2 separate regions of the Mus musculus genome follow, and region 1 is linked to region 2. The links are chromatin contacts, called in public Hi-C maps. All regions are on one chromosome and are shown on one strand. Each heading gives the region's core, a stretch centred on a gene start, on an enhancer-like site or on the middle of the called end of the contact. The rest is flanking DNA. Distances are from core to core; before and after follow the strand shown. Region 1 overlaps Gclc (glutamate-cysteine ligase, catalytic subunit). Region 2 has its middle 46 kb from the start of Gclc.

What was found. A called contact is a pair of places that touch in the nucleus more often than the background predicts.
Region 1: a contact with region 2 is called in a Hi-C map of liver, with 2.8 times the contacts expected there. The contact joins two enhancer-like sites. A contact is called at or near these places in 1 of 15 datasets of contacts at CTCF or cohesin (pro-B cells), 16 of 484 Hi-C or Micro-C datasets (the Ba/F3 cell line, CD8 T cells, ECoMG-derived neutrophils and 9 more) and 7 of 115 datasets of contacts at active chromatin or transcription factors (embryonic stem cells, hepatocytes, intestinal villus epithelium and 4 more).

The regions. Positions count from the first base shown.
Region 1 is chr9:77,780,282-77,786,070 of GRCm38.p6, reverse strand. It overlaps Gclc (glutamate-cysteine ligase, catalytic subunit), which reads right to left. Exons shown (of 16, transcript NM_010295.2): 5 at 4,929-4,987; 6 at 4,704-4,837; 7 at 663-737; 8 at 205-321. Among named protein-coding and RNA genes, the nearest start is that of Gclc, 29 kb to the right of the region's middle. Within about 2 kb of position 3,725, at least 36 of the 459 cell types and tissues checked have an H3K27ac peak or open chromatin away from gene starts, as enhancers often do. A contact at or near this core is called in hepatocytes, kidney and liver, where this site is marked.
Region 2 is chr9:77,705,541-77,711,813 of GRCm38.p6, reverse strand. No RefSeq gene overlaps it. Among named protein-coding and RNA genes, the nearest start is that of Gclc, 46 kb to the left of the region's middle. Within about 2 kb of position 3,918, at least 23 of the 459 cell types and tissues checked have an H3K27ac peak or open chromatin away from gene starts, as enhancers often do. A contact at or near this core is called in hepatocytes, kidney and liver, where this site is marked.

The DNA of each region.
Region 1 (5,789 bases), core at 2,476-4,975, 74 kb before region 2:
TTCCCACCCAAACCAAGTACCTTCCTCCTGTGTACCCACTTAAAACAAAGCCGGCTCACTACCTGTATTCTCTTCCCTGATGTGGACACCCAGAGGGTAAACATCTAAGGAGACTTCAAAATGCCAAGGGGTTACAATATACACAGGTCCCCGGTGTGATGCAAAAGATCTATTAGGGTTAAAGAAAAAAAAATCATTCCTTACCTCCAGGCCTCTCTCCTCCCGTGTTCTATCATCTACAGAGGCAGAAATCACTCCCCAGCGACAATCAATGTCTGACACGTAGCCTCGGTAAAATGGAGATGCAGCACTCAAAGCCATCTAAAGACAAAACAGCAAGTGAAGGGTCAACGTGCTGCGTACACAGAGAAGGCTCCACCCACTCACCATCCTTGATGTTCCACTCATGTACTCCCAGCTACTGTCTTATAAATAGAATGTACAAGAAAGAACTCCAAGTCTGTACTCACTAAACTCATCCCTTCTATAGCACCAGGACATACTGGCAGACAGAGAAAGAATGGTCGTACTCAAATATAGTACTAGCAACAATAAGCAACTATTGCTCTTCTCCTCAGTGCTCCTTCTATATGTTCATTAAATCGCACATGGTCTTATTTTCTACAAAGACGCATTTAAAGAGAGACATACTTTCTACTTACAACAATTGGGCAGATAGTGGCCAGCTGATCATAAAGGTATCTTGCCTCAGATATGCTGCAGGCTTGGAATGTCACCTGTTTGAGAACAGAAATTATTAAAACAACGAAAGTCATTATCAGGCCCACAAGCAGTAAGTCTGAGAAGGACGGTGGATAGAGAAAAGAAGGTGGTCACGTCACAGATGCAAAGGCTTCAGGTATGGCTTACAAGTTGTCTTGGGTAAATGTCTGTACTCATGTCCCACAACTCATAAACACACCAGTGAAAGCCAAAACCACTGTCAAGCCAGGAAAGAGAAGAGAGACTTGCAAAAGGCAGCAGAGCTTTGGTCTCTTGTTGGCTTCCAGTAGCAGCGGGCTTACATGCATTTTGGTATAAAGACGGGTCTGGAGGGCTGTATTTGGTCTATTTCCAAGCACGGCAGAGTGGGGTGAGGTTGTTGGGGATGTGGAAGGTGGCAAGGCCAGAAGGGACTAGAGTAAAATCACTGGTCTGAGAAGGAGAAAGCTCAGGGCTAGAAGAAGGGGCATGCCAGAGTTGAAGAGGTGGGCTCTGGGGACCTGGGGACAGAGCATGAGGGAGACTTCTGTTGGGTGTTCCTAGGGCATAGAGGAAGAAGAGGTACAGGTGCTGTGACATGCGGGTTAATGGATGTTAGGGGATGAAAAGTCCTGGAAACAGCTAGGTTTCCAAGGCTCTGGACTTCAGAAGGAAAAAAAAAAAATCAGTGTCGGAGTGTCTATTCTGACAATGCCCCAAATTCAGTAAGATTACCTAGGAAGCCTCACAAGGGGAAAGTAGGCACCAGAAAATTATAGGAAAATCACATTGGTTAACGCAAATCCTCTACAATAATAACCCCAAAGAAACAAAGTTTTGCGTTTCTTCACAGGGAAGAGTGGCAGTGGTGGTCAAGGAGCACAGTTTGTGAAAACAGCACAACTATTATAAGCACAAGTTGAAAACAATTTTACCTTCCTCCATTATGGCCATTCAATAATGACAGTTTGAGTTTGGTGCTGATGCAGGAAATAATTGATGTGCTGATGAAAGCACTGTTACGACTCTCAGTGTTATTGTTATGACTCTTAGTTCCAGCGGTTTAACTGTCTCTCTCAACTGTCCCTTATATCATCAAACAAGTTCCATGGGGGACATCTGCTGAATTATATACGGCAACTGACTTCTGAAACAATCATTTAAATAACTTGGTGTTCTGATCTTCCTGTAGTTTCCATGGTAATGCTAAAGTGAGTAACACATTAAGTAATGAGATTTACTAGTCACTACAGATTAAGATAATGTGAAGCTATGTTGTAGCCATTAAGGAAAAAAAAAAAATCAAATGTTACAGTAAAAATTGAGGAGAGCTGGAGATAAGGTCTCTAAGGACATGAGACCATCAAACAATGTGAGGCCAGGGAGAGAGCGGAGGAGCTAAAGTGTTTGCCTTGTTAGCACTAAGACCTGACTTTGATTCCCTAGAACCCCCACCAAAAGCTGGGTGTGGTGTATGTGTTTATAGTCGTGGGGCCAGAGAGGCAAAGACAGGCAGATTTCTAGGGCTCGTTAGCTCTAGGCCAATGAGTGACCCTTATGGACAGTGCTTGAGGAACGGCAGCTGAGGTTGGCCTCTGGTCTCTGCATGCATGTGCACACTTTATGGAGTAAGGATTCAGTGTGGAATGGAGCAGGATAGGCAGAGTACTGCTCACTGTCTGTGGTCCTATCACCAGGATTCTGTCTTGATGTTTTCTGTCCCAAGAATGTGGGGCAGTGTTTATTACCTATTTACTAAATTGACAGAAGGTCATGAAGGAAAGAGGATGCTGAGATGTAAGACAGTCACGTGTTTCTGGGTGTTGTGACGCAGACAGAGTCTGTTGGACATGTGTTTCTTAGATCTATGTCTGTCCTGTGACTGTTAGGCATGTTCCTGTGCATTACTCTTTAGTTTTGCAAAGATACTGCAGTGACAACTTTTCTAGGATGGTGTCTTTCCTTGGTAGCTTGGGACAGAGTAGGATTCGTAGGTACATCCTGAAAAACCCAGCTTTAGAAAACTCTATGAAGAGGAGGGACTGGGATTTCCAAGTTGCAGTGTAACAACAGTTATCGTAAGTAGATTTCCTAACTGCCTTCCTGTCTCTAGAGCCGAAACACTCTGCGCATCAAGTCAAGCGGAACGCCACGCTAAACGGTGACTTTCATAAACAGTGACTTTGGTGGGGAAAGCAAAACCAAGGAGCTCTGACCCCTGACAAAGGCATAGCACGGGAAGGCTGGCTTCTGTTGCCCTCCTAAGAGATCCCACGGGAGGAGACGTCACTAGGACACTGACAGGAGGGAAGGAGGACCTGTGAAACACGGAGATGAGAAACCAAACCCGACACTTACCTAGAATCTGGTTTTGAAACCACATAATTCTCTTAAGTAGAAAAAAGGAGGAGGAAAAAAAATCCATAGCAGGCCATGGCCTTTTTCTGAAGTGTAAAGATTTACTTCTCTGAGATGGTCTGGATATGGAACCCACACTGGCCTGAGCTCACACTCCCTCTGTAGCACTGGGATGCCAGGCAAGCACTATAGCACTCAGCAAGCTCACAAACTTGGAGGAGTTTTGTTTTGTCCAGTTAAGTCTACTATTAACTAAAAAAGTACTTACCATTTCTTTTTGTGCTTTTCTATAATAAATACTTCTTTCAGGTCCCAGTCAGAAGATATAAGGCAGGGACTTTTGTAGCTACTTCTGAGTTCATCTCATTGTGTCACTACAACCTTTTGAAGTGGGATACTGTAACTGGTTATGTTGGGGGAAGTACTAAACTCATACCTTAAATAGATTAGACAACTGTGTCTTTACATGAAAATGCTTGTCCCCACCAGTAGGACTCACTTATTTGCATAAATCAAGTGTCTCAAGCGAGACTGTCACTTTGTGCAACCCTGAAAGACCCTGGTTCAATATTAAGCCAAGGAAGGGCTGGGTTCCAAGAACACTCCCAGAATACTGAAGCCACACATTTTAAGTGCTGCAGCTTAATGATTAATTCCAGAAATGTTTGTACTTAAGATAAGAAAGCGGGTAACACAGTCAAAAGTCAGCCTTGTTTTAAATGATGTGTGACCGTTCTTAAGGGAACATTCTGGCGTCTGTTTGGAGGCTACATATCTGATTCTACTTAAATATGCAAAGGAAACAAAATACCTTTTCATGCTATAGAAACATGTAGCATGGGAAAGTCTGACTTGGGTATTAAATCTAAATTATCTGTACTTTCAAAAATAACAGTTGGGAGGCTAATGTGACAACTGTGTGTACAGCTGCAGCCCTAAGAAAAGAATGCTGAGTTTTGTGCCCTTTGTGCTGTGGCTACAGTCAGTTTAACTAAGTAAGCCAGCTCAGCATGGAGGCAGCAAGGGCAGAGACGACCACGGGCCTGTGTGGGCTGGGAGACTGCACTCCCCACTCTGCTCCTGAGGGAGCCTGGTGCAGTCACTGTTGGAGGCCATCAGTTATTTGATTAGTCCCAGCAAAAATTTTAACTGTTCGAACAGAGAAATACTATTGTATCTCTAGTGTAATTTAGCCAGGGGCAAGGCAAAGACTGTTAAATATTTATTCCTTTTAAACCACGAGGTAGCTTTGCACAAGAATAAAAATTTAAATGCCAAACAACCTTTGCCCTTGGATCATAAAGTCACTGGATTCTCTCACCAGAGGTCATTTTCAGAAATAGAGATCTGAGCCTTGTATAATATCCTCAAAGGCTGTCACTAGATGGCGGTAAAAAATCAGGCATCTAAAAAGGGCATTCACCAACATCTGTTTACCAATAGATACCAAGTTTAGTAACAACCACACACCTCTGTGGTAAACTGTGAATTTTCAGTCAAAAGACAGCTACAAAAGACTTTACTAAAGCAACATCATTTTTCAGAAGGTAAGCTATCTTTCGAATCAGATTAGAAGGTGACTTTAAACCAGACACATGCATAGTGAAGAGGACATTTAAGTCTCCATACAACACAGGCAATACCTGGAGACAGCAGTTGCCCATCCCGAATCCCATGGCATCCATGTAGATATGGTCTGGCTGAGAAGCCTTTGATGCCTCCGCATCTTCTGGAAATGTTTCTACAAATGGAGATGGTGTATTCTTGTCCTTGAATACTGCATTATTAATGAAAAGAAGAGGAGCTGAGAATCAAGGCTGCCGGTTGGACTATGCTGCCCCAGCCCCAGCCCAGCCCCACCCACTTACTTGGCACATTGATGACAACCTTTTCTCCTCTCCGATGCCGGATGTTTCTTGTTAGAGTACTACAGCAAGCAAACAAAAGGACAGGTCACCCAACAACTGCCACATTAGAATCTGAGCACATCGAACTGAATGGAACTGAATCCTACCGCAAACTAAAAATCCGAGACTGGCTCATGGCACGTGACATGCTACCCTAAGGGTTTCCTGAAAGGGGACTGGTGAGCAGCAGTTCCTGCGCTCTGCCTGGGGACCACCCCTTCTTGCTCACCTAGTCAGCACAGGTGTTCATGGCAACCACAGTCCAGCTAATTCTAACATTACTCATGAAAATTCCAATGATTTTAGTCAAATTTAAGAACTTAGGTTTTGGTTATCACTGAAGTCTCAAAATCACTTGCTTCAGCCCCCGATCCAAAACACAGACTGATTCTTACCTGATGCGCACATTATGGCCACCGACACTTGCAGTCACTGGTCCTAATTCAAACTCACAATTTTAACAGCACAAAGAGAGGAAAAAAAATTCCTCTCAGATTTTTGAACTGACTCTAAATTGCAGCAACACTTTAGATAGATGAGGTTTGATAAATTATGAAACCAAGGTTCACTTATTTTATGTTATATGACTCCTGCTTTGATCCCTCAGTCAGGACACGAGGACCTCCTGTGCTGGCCTTTCCCGTGAGGGATTCTGGGTAGCTTTTATAATCATCATGATCCATCTTTGCAGCAGCTCAGTGTTTTCTTTTTAACACACGCAATAATGGCTCTTTAATCCCAGTACTAGAGAGAGAGGTAGGAGGATCTTTGTGAGTTTGAGGTCAACCTAGTCTATACAGCGAGTTCCTGTATAGCCAAGCT
Region 2 (6,273 bases), core at 2,669-5,168:
ACACAGAGGGGACTGGCTGGCTGCACAGGGCCAGGGAAGGTGTTGATGAGAAAGAAAAGTGTTCAGTCATTTACTGCCACTGTGGCTAAACAAGTGGATGCCTTTCTAACTCATGGGGCTGTTCACTTGAATCAGTCAGCACATTTCTCTGTTTCTGCTGGTAGAGCGAGTGAGCTTTAGACTTCTTAGAAAAAATTCCTTTTGTTATATATAAGATCTGGGGTAAAGATTCTAAGAGATTGCATCTTATATGACAGCCCTGTAGAAGCTGATGCGCACCCCCCCAACCTCTCTTTGTTCTTTATCATCATGGTGGTCTCCACTCTGCTCTGCTTCTTGTGGCTTGTTATCTAACTAAAATTGCTTTGTTTGCCTGGTTAAAATGTGGTTTCCTTGCAGGAAACAAACTCAAGATTTTAACTAAACCTTCTAGAATTGCCCAATTGCACTTAGGGCAGAGGGTTTAAGACACAAGAATACAAGTTTTCTCAAGGTTGGGCGTAAACTACCTTTAGTAAAACCTTGGCATATATTTTGTGCATTCAGAGGGCATGTCAGAACTTAAGCTTCTCATTTTTCACGTCTCAATTATGCCCATTCATCATCGTCTTGGCAGGCTAGTTGAATTTCTAAAGCATATTGCATTCTCCTCTGACCTCATGTATGTTCTAAGATGTAAGTGACTAACCATAGCCAGCCGTCAATCATTATTCTGTTCTACTGTCTATTTCACAGTTATATGTGGCTAGCAGTAGCAAACCATTATTCTGTTTCTATAGTGTATTTCACAGTTATCTTACACGAATTTTAAAAATTTATTTATTACATATAAGTACACTGTAGCTGACTTTAGACACCCTAGAAGAGGGCAGCGGATCTCATTACAGATAGATGGTTGTGAGCCACCATGTGGCTGCTGGGATTTGAACTCAGGACTCGGAAGAGTAGTCAGTGCTCTTAACCACTGAGCCATCTCTCCAGCCCCATCTTACATGAATTTTTGAATCGAGGATTATGAAAAACGGAGGGTTTAAGACATTAGGCTTTTGAGGTTCAAACTGTAGTCAGTCAGTCAGCACTATAGTCACCTGAAAGTGTGGGCGACAGGCAAAGGAAACCTTGGTTTCAACACGAGAACTAGGTCAGAACACATGTGTTTCATTACATTCTATTTCTTTATTGTGTGTGTGTGTGCATGTATGTTTGTGTGCGGGTGTGCCCATGCCATGACACACGTGTGGAGGTCAGAGGGTTCCTTGTAACTTGTCTGAGGAGACAAGCTCAGGTCATCAGGCTTGGTGGCAATTGCCGTCACCCGTTGAGCCATCTCATGGCCCTACAGACATGTTTCTAAATATTAGCCCCTCATCCCCTTGGCATGCTTCTCATGTATATTAAATATGAGGCAACCTGATGTCATGCTTTGGCTTAATCACCTGTGTCCCTGGCACTCAAGCTCTAACATAGAAAGATTAAAGAAAAAAGTTTTATTTTTGAACCTTAAAATCACCATTATATGTTTATATACACTGGTGCTTGTAAAAAATAATGTGAATATTAAACAAGACACAAGGTAAAAATCTTTTTTGCTGATATGCCAGCCAAAGTCCTCATGGGAGATGAACTGTGATCTTCATCACACTTCTTGCAGGAGTGGAGACCTGCTTATGTGTATTCCAGATGTCCTGACATCTTCATTCAAGGGGACTGATCTACGCAAATGGCTTAAGTCACTCAAATGTGGGCATCTGTCATTTTAAACAGCCATTGATCTTATTTCCAATAATCAAAACTTCAGGACTTGCTGTTTTTAAATTTCTTCCTGTCCTAACTCAAAAGTTGTCATGGTTACCCTAAGATTTGCGTTGCACTCTATTTACGTTGAGGTCATCTTTGGAAGTTCATTAAAACAAAACAACAAAACAAAACAAAACAAAACAAAACAAAACTCTTTTCAAATAACCAGGTTTGGAGTATTTAGGATTCAGAACTTTACAAATTTAAAAGATATTCTCTATTCTATAATATTCTAAGTAGACTATGGGACGTTACCTTTAAATAAACATCAGTATTTCTTATTTCTACAACCTAATCATTCATATTAAATTTATATTAATTAAATATAATTAAACATTATATTAATTATCTAATATAATTATTAGATAAAATATATAATGTATATTTAAACAACTGTCTTTAAGACACATCAAATGTGTGTCATAAAATTGGTCAAGATTTTACAAAATCTTGAAATTATAAATGAAGAAAAGGGTATCTGTCTAAAATGAGTAGAAAATTAGTAATGTTTAGTTCATGTTTTATCAGGTGGTAAGGGCTTTGCAAAAGTCAGACCTTATTCCTCACACGTTTGTTCTATAAATTCTGTAATATTTAATAGCTGACATAGCCAGAATATCATGCAAGGCCGAGATTCTTCCAGGAAGCAGGTCCTGGACCTTGCGAGCCCTCGCCAGTTTTCTGCCTCTGAGCTTTGCAAGCAGCTTCATCCCCGTCAATTCTGAGCACCCTTCTCTTTTTAAAAGACCCTACTTTTACCCAGAGTGTCAAGCTAAAAAAACTACTTGCTTTATTGGGTCATTGTGCAACTGGAGGTCATGTGACCCCATAGCGTTCCATGAGACAGTGGAAAGGCGCTTTTCTAACACTTGTGGAGCCTTGCCTAGTTCCCCTTTTCTACTTGGCAAGAATGCAGATTGAAAGAAGAAAAAAGCATGAATATTCACCTTGTTCTAAGCCTCGTTCTGATGATGGTGGATGCAAAAACTAGAAGTGGCCTGATGAAATACATCAGCTTTGGAGATAGCCCATGATGCCTTGTTCTTAACACACAGAGAGAACTTTCACTTTAAGCTTGGGGCTTAAAGTGTCTGTTATTTGCTCCTAAACACATTCCCAAATATTATTCTAAGTTGTAATCTTTCTCCCTCTTATTTTTAATGCCAGTTTGTCGTCTTTTCATCACTTCTGAACATAAGTATAGCTATGTAATATACTCATTGCTCCTGGTAAGCAGAAGTGGCTCTGATTTCCAAGGTTATCACTAGTTCACAAGACAGGGTCTCTTTTCATTACTAACGCTCTCATCTGCTGCTCTTGTGTTCCTCTCCTTGCCCTGAACACATGCTCACCTGCGCAGAGTGGTGTAGCCTTCCTTGTAAGTCCCTGTGAAAAAGAAAAACTATAGGAGTTTAATTTAAAAAGCTTATAATGATTGTTTAAAAAGAATTGAAAATTATTGCTGGAGAGTTCCCTTTTATTTATGGCATTTATTTATGGTGTTTTGTTTTGTTTTGTTTTGTTGTTTGTTTGTTTTGTTGAGACAGGGTTTCTCTGTATAGCCCTGGCTGTCCTGGAACTCACTCTGTAGACCAGGCTGGCCTCGATCTCAGAAATCCACCTGCCTCTGCCTCCCAAGTGCTGGGATTAAAGGCGTGCAACCACCACTGCCCAACTTATGGCATTTTTTTTTCCTCTCTGATGGCATTAAAAACAACGTTTGGAAGTAATCACTCAGCTCAGTTAAGTTCAGGTCAGATTAGTGCCTTAATTCAACCAGTTTCATTTCAAGTTTGCTTATTCTTTTAATCAAAATGTTTGCACATCACTATGAAACCCTTTCTTTCTTTGAGCTGAATTTGATGCAAACCTTGTTCCACAGTGTGGAGTTTCACTTTCTGTGACCTCTTTTACCTGTGTGCCTTGTGGCTCACTTCTTGGCCTTTTTTCTTTTCCCCCTGGGGACACATCTCTGGGGCTCCTCCTAACTGTGTGCTCATTTGGCTTCAGCTTCTAGAAGATTCGTTCTGAGTTGGTTTTGGCCGAGTAAGCTGGGCTTTCGCGCTGTTCACTTGTCCCAATATAAACACTACCTTTGTCCCCTGACTGGAGGATTTCATAATGCGGAGAGACAGATTAGGAGGCCTCACAGTAACACCAGTGCACTGATTCAGCTACCAGTGCTGTGTTCTTGAGGTTCGGTCTCTTCTGCCCCAGGGTAAGCCACTGCTCCTATGCCAGTCAGCAGCTGGGGGAGGGGGGGCAGTAGAGTTACTGCTGAGACAAACCCTCCTAGCTTCTTGCTGCCACGAACTTTAGATCCCATCTCATGACATCTGTCTCTTAGGCCCTGTGAGTTTACTCTGATCTGTCACCTCATGACATCTGCAGTGTCAATTTTTGTTGCCTGCTGTATAGGCCCTCCGTGGTACATATATATCTGCTGCTATTTGTTCATTATATATGTTTGGAAGGTAAGTCCTCATATCAGCAGAATCTGATTTATTTTTTTGGATATGTCCGAACCAATATATTTCAGTTCATTTTATGTAAGATCAATGCAACAAATGTGGCAGCTAATAACATACTTCTTGAGTATTTATTATATATATGATAAAGATTTTATATTTACTAATAACTTCTTAAGTGTTTATTCGGTGCTCATATTTTATATACATTACTCCTTCTTCATTTCTCTCTCAATGATCACTCCCCCTGACTAGCCTACTATGACCTAGCTGTTCTAGAACATAGAATATAGGCCAATTCTACTCTTAGATATGTGTTCATAAGGACTGAAAAACATAAGCCCCCCAAATTTATATGATTCAAATTTCTGTCAACTAACAGGATGTCATTCACTCCATAAATTCCAACACATACTTCAGCATGAATAAGGCATGCAAATCTTATGTAAATCAAAGAAATCAGACACAGCGGTCCCATACACATGTTTACAAGTAACAGGAGAGGTAGGAACAGGCAAGTCCCCAGAGACAGAGACTCAGTATGAGGGGCCCCTTTGGCTTTCTTCACGTCCCGACAACTTTCCAGAGCCTCTTGTTCTGCCTTTAGTATGTCGACAATCTTCATGTTCTAGGTGAGAAAGCCACGACATGCAAGATCAAGTCCTTCGCTTAACACCTGCTTAGAAAGATTCCTGGCCTCTAGGATGAAGCCCTGTCCCGTTCTGAGATCCATCCACGATCCTGCTCCACAGAGTTCCCCAGCTAGTGTCCACAGCTAGTGTCAGCGCAGTCTACATAACCCAGTGTTAATCTGCATTGATTAAAAAACTGAATTTGTTGACAATGTTGCAACCTTATACCACTTCACTAGCTATGGTCAGAACACTGGGTCCAGACATTTTATCTCCATGACAACCGTTTGATGAGGGGAGAAACCAGGGAGCCTGGGATACTTTGTTACAGCAGGCTTTCTGCTGGCATTTCCAGTCTTACTACCAGGGCCATCATTTAGTGGTAATTTTTTTTTAAGAGTACACTTAACAAAAAAAGGTTAACTTTTTTTTTTGCAACGTGTCTTTTGAAAAGAACGAAAGAGAATAAATATTATACATGTGCAATAAGAGTGAATAATGATTTGTATATAAAAATAATATTCTGTGTTTCTTTCCAAATAACATGACTGGCTAGTTCACATCTTTGTTGGCTGCTGTGGCTAGGGCTTTTTTGCAATCTATTAGAGTCAGCAACGAAGATGCCTTGGATGAGTTAGAGCCTTTCTGAACCATTACTTCATCTGGGAAACCAGAGTATAAAACTGATTTCATGCCAAGGGTTTTCATGTTTATATTGCTGGGATTCACAAAAGTGAACCCCAAAGTGTCATTTTGGCATGCTAAGTTGGAGGAGTGGTCTCAGAGACGATCCCTAGGGTAGAAAGGCAAGGCAGTGATGGAGAGGTGGAACGTTACTGTGTGAGCCAGAGTGCCACAAAAAGGTAACATAGTCCCTGTGACCTTCCCGGATTTCATATGTCAAGATGGTAATCTTGAAGGTAATCAGCACCTTTGGAGATGAATAGGCCATGAAACCGAAAGATTAATCTACTCAGGCACGGTGACAGCTTTTAGTTCCTTTTAAAATAATCTTTCTGTTATTTGATGTAACTCCTAGGAAAAGGGCTTACAACATTGTGCTTCTTTCATAAGCAGCTTCCAGTCACATGTGGGTATTTAGGGGAGCCCCTTCCGATGATGGAGGAGAAACAAGAGGTTAGAAAGACCCCGGCCTTGAGACTGTTTATGAACATGCCAAATAATTATACTTCGAGGGGGTATTGTTTTATGAGACCCAGCAGGTTCATGGGGAGACACTGGCAAGGGACATGAGAGAGCCTTCCTAGAAAAGGAGAAGAGACACATTCTTTCTTGAATGGAGTGGTAATGTAATGAGCACAGAAACCCTCCAGCTCTACATCAGCACATGTGGTATGGATGCTATGGTTTTTTTT